Regions from separate parts of the Anas platyrhynchos genome. Here regions 1 and 2 are each linked to region 3. The links are chromatin contacts, called in public Hi-C maps. All regions are on one chromosome and are shown on one strand. The core of a region is the stretch at or near the end of the contact, and the rest is flanking DNA. Distances in the headings are between cores, read along the strand shown. Region 1 overlaps TMEM135 (transmembrane protein 135). Region 2 overlaps TMEM135 (transmembrane protein 135). Region 3 holds the start of FZD4 (frizzled class receptor 4).

Region 1 (2,700 bases), core at 180-2,679, 190 kb after region 3:
AGTTTAGCAGATATGTAGTTTTACTGTGCTGCTACATCTGGCTGATGTGAGTCCCAATTTTAAATTTCAATGGAGAAATAGCTTGTAGCAGGGTTTACTTATCTCACTTAAGTTTATTATGGTTTCCTACATACACTTTACTGTTTATTATTTGAAGTCTTTTTGGAAGATAAAAGTAACAATATCATGCACTGATTATATGATCTAAAATGTAATACTTTTTGTGACTTTGAAAAGCACCTATAAATATGTGATATGCATTCACCTGGTCGATTTAATGAGCTAAATGGAAAGACTTTGTGCACTACTTACTGCTGCTTGCTGTGCATCAAAACTAAGCCTTAATCCTGCAGTTCAGCACTTCTAAGTTTGCAACTCATAAAAATAAAATGGCGGTTATATATTTGATTCTTTGCCAGCTGGAACTGAAGTGTGTCCTAATGTGGTGTTCCTCATCCCATCTGAATGGTCTTTTCTACAGCCAGGAAAAAAATCAAGTGTACCTTATTGTTGTTTGTTCTCATTGGGCTTTGGTCATAACTGGTATTTTTAGGACTTTCTTTTTATATAATGGTACCTGGTACTGTGATCATCTCTTTTATTTTTTTTTTTTTTTCTCAAGATGAGGGCTGTGTACTTCATGCTAGATTACGTGTTCATTTCAGGTGCGGATTTATGTTCATCTTAACTTTGACATTTTAACTACACAAAATACACAGTGCACTTAGAACTCTGCCTACCATACATACCTTTCAGTCAGCATTTTCATTACACGATCACAAAACACTGGGTCAGTAGCTGTTCAGTAAGTACAATTTACATACCTTTAAAAGTAGTAGAAGAAGAAGTGGAAAATTTTCATGCATAGCTGTTGGATCATAGGTGTTTCACTCAGAGGGTGGTGAGGTACTGGGACCCAGAGAAGCTGTGGATGCCCCATCCTTGGAAGTATTCAGGGCCAGGCTGGATGGGGCTTTGAGCAACCTGGTCTGGTGGGAAGTGCCCCTTCAGGGGGGTGGGACCAGGGGGTCTTTAAGGTCTCTTCCAAGCCAAACCATTCTATTATTGTATGATATGATCACCAGATGACACAAAATAGTTTCTTCCACTTGATTCCTATAAACACTCAATGAGTGTTGTCAGGGAGAGTAATTGTTTCAAGAAGTTTATTACTGGATGTTTAACCAGAATAGTTTTATGAGCTTTAAGATGCATTAGAAAGTTCTACAGGAGGGAAAAATGTTTGGAGTTTCTGAGTTGGAAAGGTTGCTCAATTGAGGCCTCTGACAGTTACCACTGTCTCTACAATTATCTGAGTGTCCCTGAGTACGCTCTGAAAAATGGGCTGGAGAAATCACGAGTGTTGGGTCCTGCCTTATTTGCCAACAATGAGTGCACAGCATTTGGATAGTTTTCAGATGAGGTATCATCCATCCAAACAATGGATAGATTTTATTCAGAATTCTCTGAGAAGTTCAGCCACAGGGTAAGAATGATGATAGGAAGCTTTGGAGGAAATTACAAGAAACTGGGGAAGAGGATTTGGAAAGAAACAGCCAGTGTAGTTTTGTGATGAGATAAAAAATAGCAGATCCATATCTAAGGGGGAAGAGGAAGAAACAATCATTTGAACCCACATTATCCTTTTTCAATATTTCTGGACAAAATGTCCCCTTTGGGTCTGTACTTTATCTTGCTATACACTTCCTGAAGCCTCCAGTTTGGTTGAGGGAAAAGTACATGAGCATGTGCCAAGCCATCAGGGTCAATTTCTAATTCTCCCACTTTCTGAAATTTATTTTGTGTGGACTTTTTACTGCTTTAGTGCTTTATCCAGACATTTGAGTGTAAAAGTGCTTTTTTTTTTTTTTTTTTGTCCTACCACATTACTTTCCTCTGTACCCATTTGTGGTTAAAAGCTGGTCAGTAACCTGGAAGACATCAGGATTCTTTCAGAGGACAGAATTTTGGAGCAAAAGACAAATAGAGTTTGTCCTTTGAGGCCTATGAGATATTCATACAAACTAAAGGAGAGTCAATTGTTTACGATTTTATTGCTTTTGCTGTTTTACTGGGGAATCTGGACAGGAAAAAAAAGTTTGAAGATGGAAATGCATTTTCTATAATATATGCAGAAGGGGTTTTAAACTGCTCAATGTCAGTAAGTACTTCTGTAGACATTTTTTATTTTCCTTCTTCTGAATTTGTGGTTTCTTCCTGTTTTCTTTAGGGCTTCATTAGGATGTTTAGCATTGGTTACCTGATCCAGTGTTGCCTTCGGATCCCATCCACCTTCCGGCATCTGTTTACAGAGCCATCCCGGCTACTTTCACTCTTCTACAACAAGGAAAATTTCCAGCTTGGAGCTTTTCTGGGATCTTTTGTCAGTATATACAAAGTAAGTTTATAACATACAGAGTGTTGAATGCCACTTTTTTTATGTTGTTTTTCAGAACATCAGGATGAGGTAAAAAGTCTAGCCACTTCATATTACTGACACAGGTTTCTACAGAATGGCATTGACAAATTCTGTAGCATTGTGATAATCAAACCATAAACAGCAAACAGACCTTCCATTCCTTCTATTTTTTGTCATTTCTGAATAAGCCAGATAGATTTTGAAGCATGACATCAATATCAGGAGATAGGCATACTTCAGAGAAAGTGAATTCATATTTCAAAGGGACTTTCTTTTACACA
Region 2 (2,700 bases), core at 64-2,563, 140 kb after region 3:
CAGAACATACAGTAGTAATGTGGTGGTTAATGCAATAACTCTCTTTCTCCTTCTTGTAGGTGCTGTTGTTCTGCATCACAGCTGCTCTGTTCATGTTCTTTTTCAGGTATGTTGCTCGTATGCCTGTAAAAAATATTTTGAAAAGTGTTTCAAAAGCTTACTTGATTTTTGGTATTTATATGAAAACTTATGTGTATTCTGGACTCGAGGCTTCTAAATCGAATAGAGTTCTTCCATGGCATTAAAAACCCAGAGCTGTGAACATAATTGGTCTAAAAAGGCAAATACTAAGTTAAACACTTCAAATCTTCAGGAGATTATACTGATTATTTAAGGAGCCTCCTCTCATCTCATAATTAAGACCCTGGAGAGCTAAGATTGCCTAGGATGAAAGCTGCTGAAATACTGCTTTTCATACACATTCTCACGTGCATGGAAGATGACATTTTTTCTTCTGGTGAAAATGCAGGAGAATAGGCAACTGAGGTTTTATAGTCTTAAATAATACCAAATGTTTGACGTGCATGTGAGTGCAACTTTCACATTCTTTTTTCACAAGTTGTCCTCTCTATCCCTTTATTCATTATCATCAGATAAACACCAATTTTACAACTTTTTTTCTCTCAGTTTGCAAGATACGTGTTATTTATCTTTTCAGTGTTTCCTTTCTAAATGCCTGACTCCCCCAAATTACTGTACTCTATCTGTAGTTGGACAGCTGCTTGTTAGAGCAACCTTTGACTACAACCCTTTGCCTTGGAATTTTCTGTGGCATGAAGCCATCGCTGATTCTTCAAGCCATAAGATCCCCTGATGATTGCAAAACTCGAGAAATTGCAGCTTGTTCTTTTGTAATTCCATTACTTACGAATTATTTTCAGCTATTGGCCAAAACCACTCTGTGGATAAGGGAAAGCTGTTAATTCCAAAGTTTCTAAAAAGCATTCCTTCTTTCACCTGCCACCCATTAAGACCCGCGTATCTGCAGTCATCTTGTTGTTGTATAACAGCCTCTGAAAAGTTTCCTGGGAATGCTGAAGTTGGACACGCGTCTGCGTAAATGCTGATTAAACAAACCCAAAACTCCGAAAAGCTGGTCAAAGGTATAAATGTTGTATGATTCAGAAGGAAACCGGTTGTCTCCTGTTTATGTCTTGATAATGAACCAGTGTTTTGCAGACAACCCGGAAGTTAAACGAGAACTGACCAGAGCCCAGAAATATTTGGTGAATTCCTTCCTGACCTGACAATGCTATGCTGACAGTTGTTGAATGGATTCCAAACCACTTTCTCTTCTAAAATTAGTCCCTCCGTGCCAGGGGTGACGGATATCCTGTTGAGCAATCATCAGGAACATTTAATTCCTTTGTCTATGTTGTTGTAACAGAGGAATTAAAGTATGAGGCTGGGTAGGTATAGGTCCATTAGTTACCTCTCAAAAGAAAATACCAAAATATTTTTTGTAAACACCAACAAAAAGATAGATAAATCAAAGTAAAATTATCAAAAAAATGATTTGCACAGACCAGTTTATTTATTTATCCTGAGTTTAATCAGTATAGTGAATAGAACATTCTTGCAGGATGTGGTACTTTCATAAAGAAAACAGACCTCGCTTGTCTCTGTAGAAAGGCTCATAGATGATATGTAGATAAAGCTATTGGTGGGACTTCAGTTACTTTGCAGAAGAGACTTGGAATTCAGATAGTTACAAAGTGGAGATACGATCTGAAAAAATATGAAGCTGTTCACTAAAGATAAGGTCAAAGTAATATACTTGCACACGGTGGCTGTGGAGAATCAAATGATAAGGGAGCAGTTCCCTGAAACAGAATCCAATGGTAATTGTTTGCAAACTGCCAGTGAGAGTAAGTCAGCAATGTCCCATTCCTGCAGTAAAGGGAGGCACTGTTACAGGATATGTAAACAGGATTAGTGCTCGTCAAGTATATAAAGTTGTCTTTTTGTTCTACTTAAGATTTAAGAAGTTCTCAGTGCTTTTCATGTCTTTGATTATTACATTCCAAGAAGAATATGGAACTGTCAGAGAAACTTCAAGACCATGATCTGGAGTTTAGAAAACAAAATGTATTAAGAAGGATGGATTATGGTTGTTTAATTAAAAGAAAAAAAAAAAAAGGCTGGAATAACTGTCTTGAAGTATTTATAAGACTGCTGAAAAGAGTAAGAGAGTAACAGTTGGCTCTCCTGGCTGCGATAGAAAGGACAAGAGACAGCAGAACAAAACATTTATTCTTACAATAATAAACCATAACAGAGATTAATTCACTTAGATAGTGAGGAAAATCCTAAGCAAGAAGCAGTGAAAAGATTAGACGTTGAGGCTGCTGATGGTTTGTCCTTTCAGATCTGTAGAAGCAGATTTTGGAAAACATGGGTAATATTGCTTAGGGAAAGGAAGGGATTATTTGGTGTCCTAAGTCTCTTGCACTTATTGATTCACACCAATGGCTGTCTTATTGAGAAATATTTAATGTAATAAGCTGTGAAAAGACAGTGGCCAGTAAGTTCTTTGGAGGAGAATAACCTTGCTTGCTTTGTTGAATGCAACTTGAAAGATACACCTGGAAAAAAATTAAAATCACATCTCTGTGCTTTAGATACCACTGCATCTTGTAGAATGTATGGATGGGGACAGGTGAAAAAAAAAAGGCAGAGAAAGGTGGAAGAGGTGCAGGT
Region 3 (2,700 bases), core at 68-2,567:
AGGCAAATCCAAATTCTTTTAAAACAGGTTCACATCTTCTTTTGACAGAGAGGCACATGCCACCACAGGGACCTATAGGGATGTTAATCTTCTCTGTGCACATCGGGACATAGACTGAACAAAGGAAGAACTGGAAGAGAGAAACAGAAATCACAAGCGTGTTAGGAGAAAATTCAACAGGTCAAAACATAACAAGTTTTCCTTTTTGCCTTTTTAGCAGTAATTTTTGGTCCCTTGCCTTAAAAAACAGGAAGCAGCATAAAACAAATAAACCAAGAACAATAAAAACTTAGGAGAAAAAACCCTAAAAATGCTGCCTTCTTTCAGTTCAAGTGTGGTCCGAAGCCAAAGCCTGAACGTTTCACTCCCCAGATTAGCCCCATGCAAATTTAGCCCATCACTTTCAATAAAGCGAGTGGGATTTAGCCAGATGTAAACCTCAAGGGTGCAATTTAGGAAAGAAGAAGAAAAAAAAAAGTATATTTTAAAGCGGTTTAAACAAATACATATTTTTGTTCAAGGCACTGCCTGGATATCACGGCTAGCAAACAAACAGAAGGAAAGGCATTTACTGAATCACTTGGGTTTGTGATCCTCCTGGAAGAACGCGCTTCTCTTTCACCATCGGGCCACCGACGGGTTCGCACCGGCCATAAAACGCTGCCGCTCGCTCAGCTTTGGAAACACGGCGATTTTGGGGGGCTGTAGCCACACCGGGGGGGCTTCAGGGATTTGGGGACCCGGGGTCCAAGCTGGCTGCTGCCGTGGGGGTGTCCCTGCAGGCTGGGCACGGCAGGACCCCTTTTTTTCCCCCCTTAGGAAGCCCACACAGCGCTGCCTTGTGCTGCAGCCCGCTCCCTCCAGGTTTTGCAGCGGGGGACATGGGGGAAATGTCAGCACAACGCCCGGCTCCCGGTTCTGGAGAAGGGGGTTTGGGGAGAGATTTGGGAGTTTTTTGAGGGGTTGGGACCCACCTGGAGCTGGCTGGAGCAGCCGTACTGGATGAGGGGGGTGAAGGTGGTGAGCTGCAGCTCGGCGTCCGCCTGCAGCTCGTGGCCCACCAGGTTGGGCATCTTGGTGACATTGTAGCCCAGGTTCTGGCACATGGCGATGCGGATGGCGTCGCAGCGCCGCTCCTCCTCGTCGCCGAAGCCCCGCGTCCCGCCGAGCTGCAGGGCCAGCAGCAGGGCCAGCAGCCGCCCGGCCGCCCCCCTGCCACCACCGCCACCACAGCACCGTGCCATGGCCGAGACCCACCCCCCCCCCCCCGGCCCCCCACCTGCCCCCGGCCCCGGCTCCGGCCCCGGCCGCGCCGTGCCGCCCGGGCCGGCTCCAACGGGGAGGGGCCGGGGGCGGCTCTGCTCTTAAACCGCCGCGCCGAGAAACTGCCCAGGGGAGGGGACGGCGCCTCCCCGAGCCCCGGCCTCCTCCCAGCCTCCCGGGGCGGGCACAGCCACAGCCCCGGCCCGGGGGGAGAGCCCCGCTGGGTGCCCTGCGGAGCCCCCCCCGGAGCCACCCCGGAGCCCCTCGGCCCTGCGGAGCCTCAGGAGTTTTCCCCCTCCTTCATGCGCGGCGACCCCGCTGTGAGCAGCGAGCGGCCCTGCCATGCCTCCCCCCGGGCTCGGTGACCCGGGGATGGGTCCCCGATGTCCCCACACCGGTGGAGGGCAGCGGCAGGGCCTGAGAGGGGCACCCCGAGGTGCCCAGGCTCAGGCCTGGCTCCCCAGGGGCAGGCTGGGCTGAGCCATCAGCCTCCTCTCCCTCCTCTCCTTCCTCGCCCTCGCCAGGCCACAGGGCAGGTCTCCAAGCTGCCACCTTTTCTCCCAACACCTCCTCCACCCGTAAATCTGGTCACACCTGGGTGGTGGTGGACCTTCAAGGGGAGAGAGAAACCTAGGGTGCCTTTCCAAGCACTTCGTGGTGTTGGTATATCTCTCCTAAACACAGATGTAGAGTTTGTGTGCCTCTCCTAAATATATAAGGATGTAGAGTTTGAGCACCTCTCCTAAACACACAAGGATGTAGGGTTTGTGTGTCTCTCCTAAGCATGTATGGATGTAGGGTTTGTGAACCTCTCCTAAACACATACGGATGTAGGATTTATATACCTCTCCTAAACACATATGGGTGTAGGGTTTGTCTACCTCTCCTAAGTACAGATGTATGGTTCATGAATTTTGAAGGGAAATTGAGCAGAGCTGTAGGGTGTCCCCGGGATTAAGAGCAGACACATGAGGCTCACACTTCAACTCAGCGTTGTTTACACCTGTAATAAAATCGGGTTGGGCTGGTTGTGCCTTTAGCAAAAATATGTCATCTATTAATGAAATTGTTTGTAAAGCGCTTTGAAAATGTTTGTAAAGCCCCGGTTAAATGACCTCTGGCTTGGCTGTGTGTGTGTGTGTACAGTGTGTGACATATGTGGGTGTCCCGAGCACGGCCATTGCCAAGAGCCGTGCATCCATATGTGTGTGGCCGTGCTGCAATGAGTGGTCTCCTTCTAGCATGAGGTGTTTTAACCAAGGTTTCATGAGCACAGGTATTTACAAAGCTCTCATCACCGTGATAGTTTATAACCAGTTCTGATAAACAATGACTGCAGTCTTACAAAATCCTCGCGAGGCAGACAAGTCATATTATCTTAACTTTTTAAACACAGAGGCAGACAGTGCTGCAGTCCCAAGGTCGTGCAATGAGGCT

Evidence for each region. A called contact is a pair of places that touch in the nucleus more often than the background predicts.
Region 1: a contact with region 3 is called in a Hi-C map of subcutaneous adipose tissue, with 2.3 times the contacts expected there. The contact joins the enhancer-like site here to the promoter of FZD4 in region 3. A contact is called at or near these places in 4 of 8 Hi-C or Micro-C datasets (F1 follicle, F5 follicle, liver and 1 more).
Region 2: a Hi-C map of subcutaneous adipose tissue shows a contact between it and region 3, with 2.1 times the contacts expected there. The contact joins the enhancer-like site here to the promoter of FZD4 in region 3. A contact is called at or near these places in 2 of 8 Hi-C or Micro-C datasets (F5 follicle and subcutaneous adipose tissue).

The regions. Positions count from the first base shown.
Region 1 is chr1:199,126,855-199,129,554 of IASCAAS_PekinDuck_T2T, reverse strand. TMEM135 (transmembrane protein 135) reads left to right here. Exons shown (of 15, transcript XM_038177087.2): 10 at 2,231-2,398. Among named protein-coding and RNA genes, the nearest start is that of TMEM135, 170 kb to the left of the region's middle. Within about 2 kb of position 1,429, at least 2 of the 8 cell types and tissues checked have an H3K27ac peak or open chromatin away from gene starts, as enhancers often do. A contact at or near this core is called in subcutaneous adipose tissue, where this site is marked.
Region 2 is chr1:199,176,189-199,178,888 of IASCAAS_PekinDuck_T2T, reverse strand. It overlaps TMEM135 (transmembrane protein 135), which reads left to right. Exons shown (of 15, transcript XM_038177087.2): 6 at 60-106. Among named protein-coding and RNA genes, the nearest start is that of TMEM135, 120 kb to the left of the region's middle. Within about 2 kb of position 1,313, at least 3 of the 8 cell types and tissues checked have an H3K27ac peak or open chromatin away from gene starts, as enhancers often do. A contact at or near this core is called in subcutaneous adipose tissue, where this site is marked.
Region 3 is chr1:199,312,793-199,315,492 of IASCAAS_PekinDuck_T2T, reverse strand. It overlaps FZD4 (frizzled class receptor 4), which reads right to left and starts at 1,317. Exons shown (of 2, transcript XM_005027767.6): 1 at 975-1,317; 2 at 1-130. The coding sequence starts at 1,244.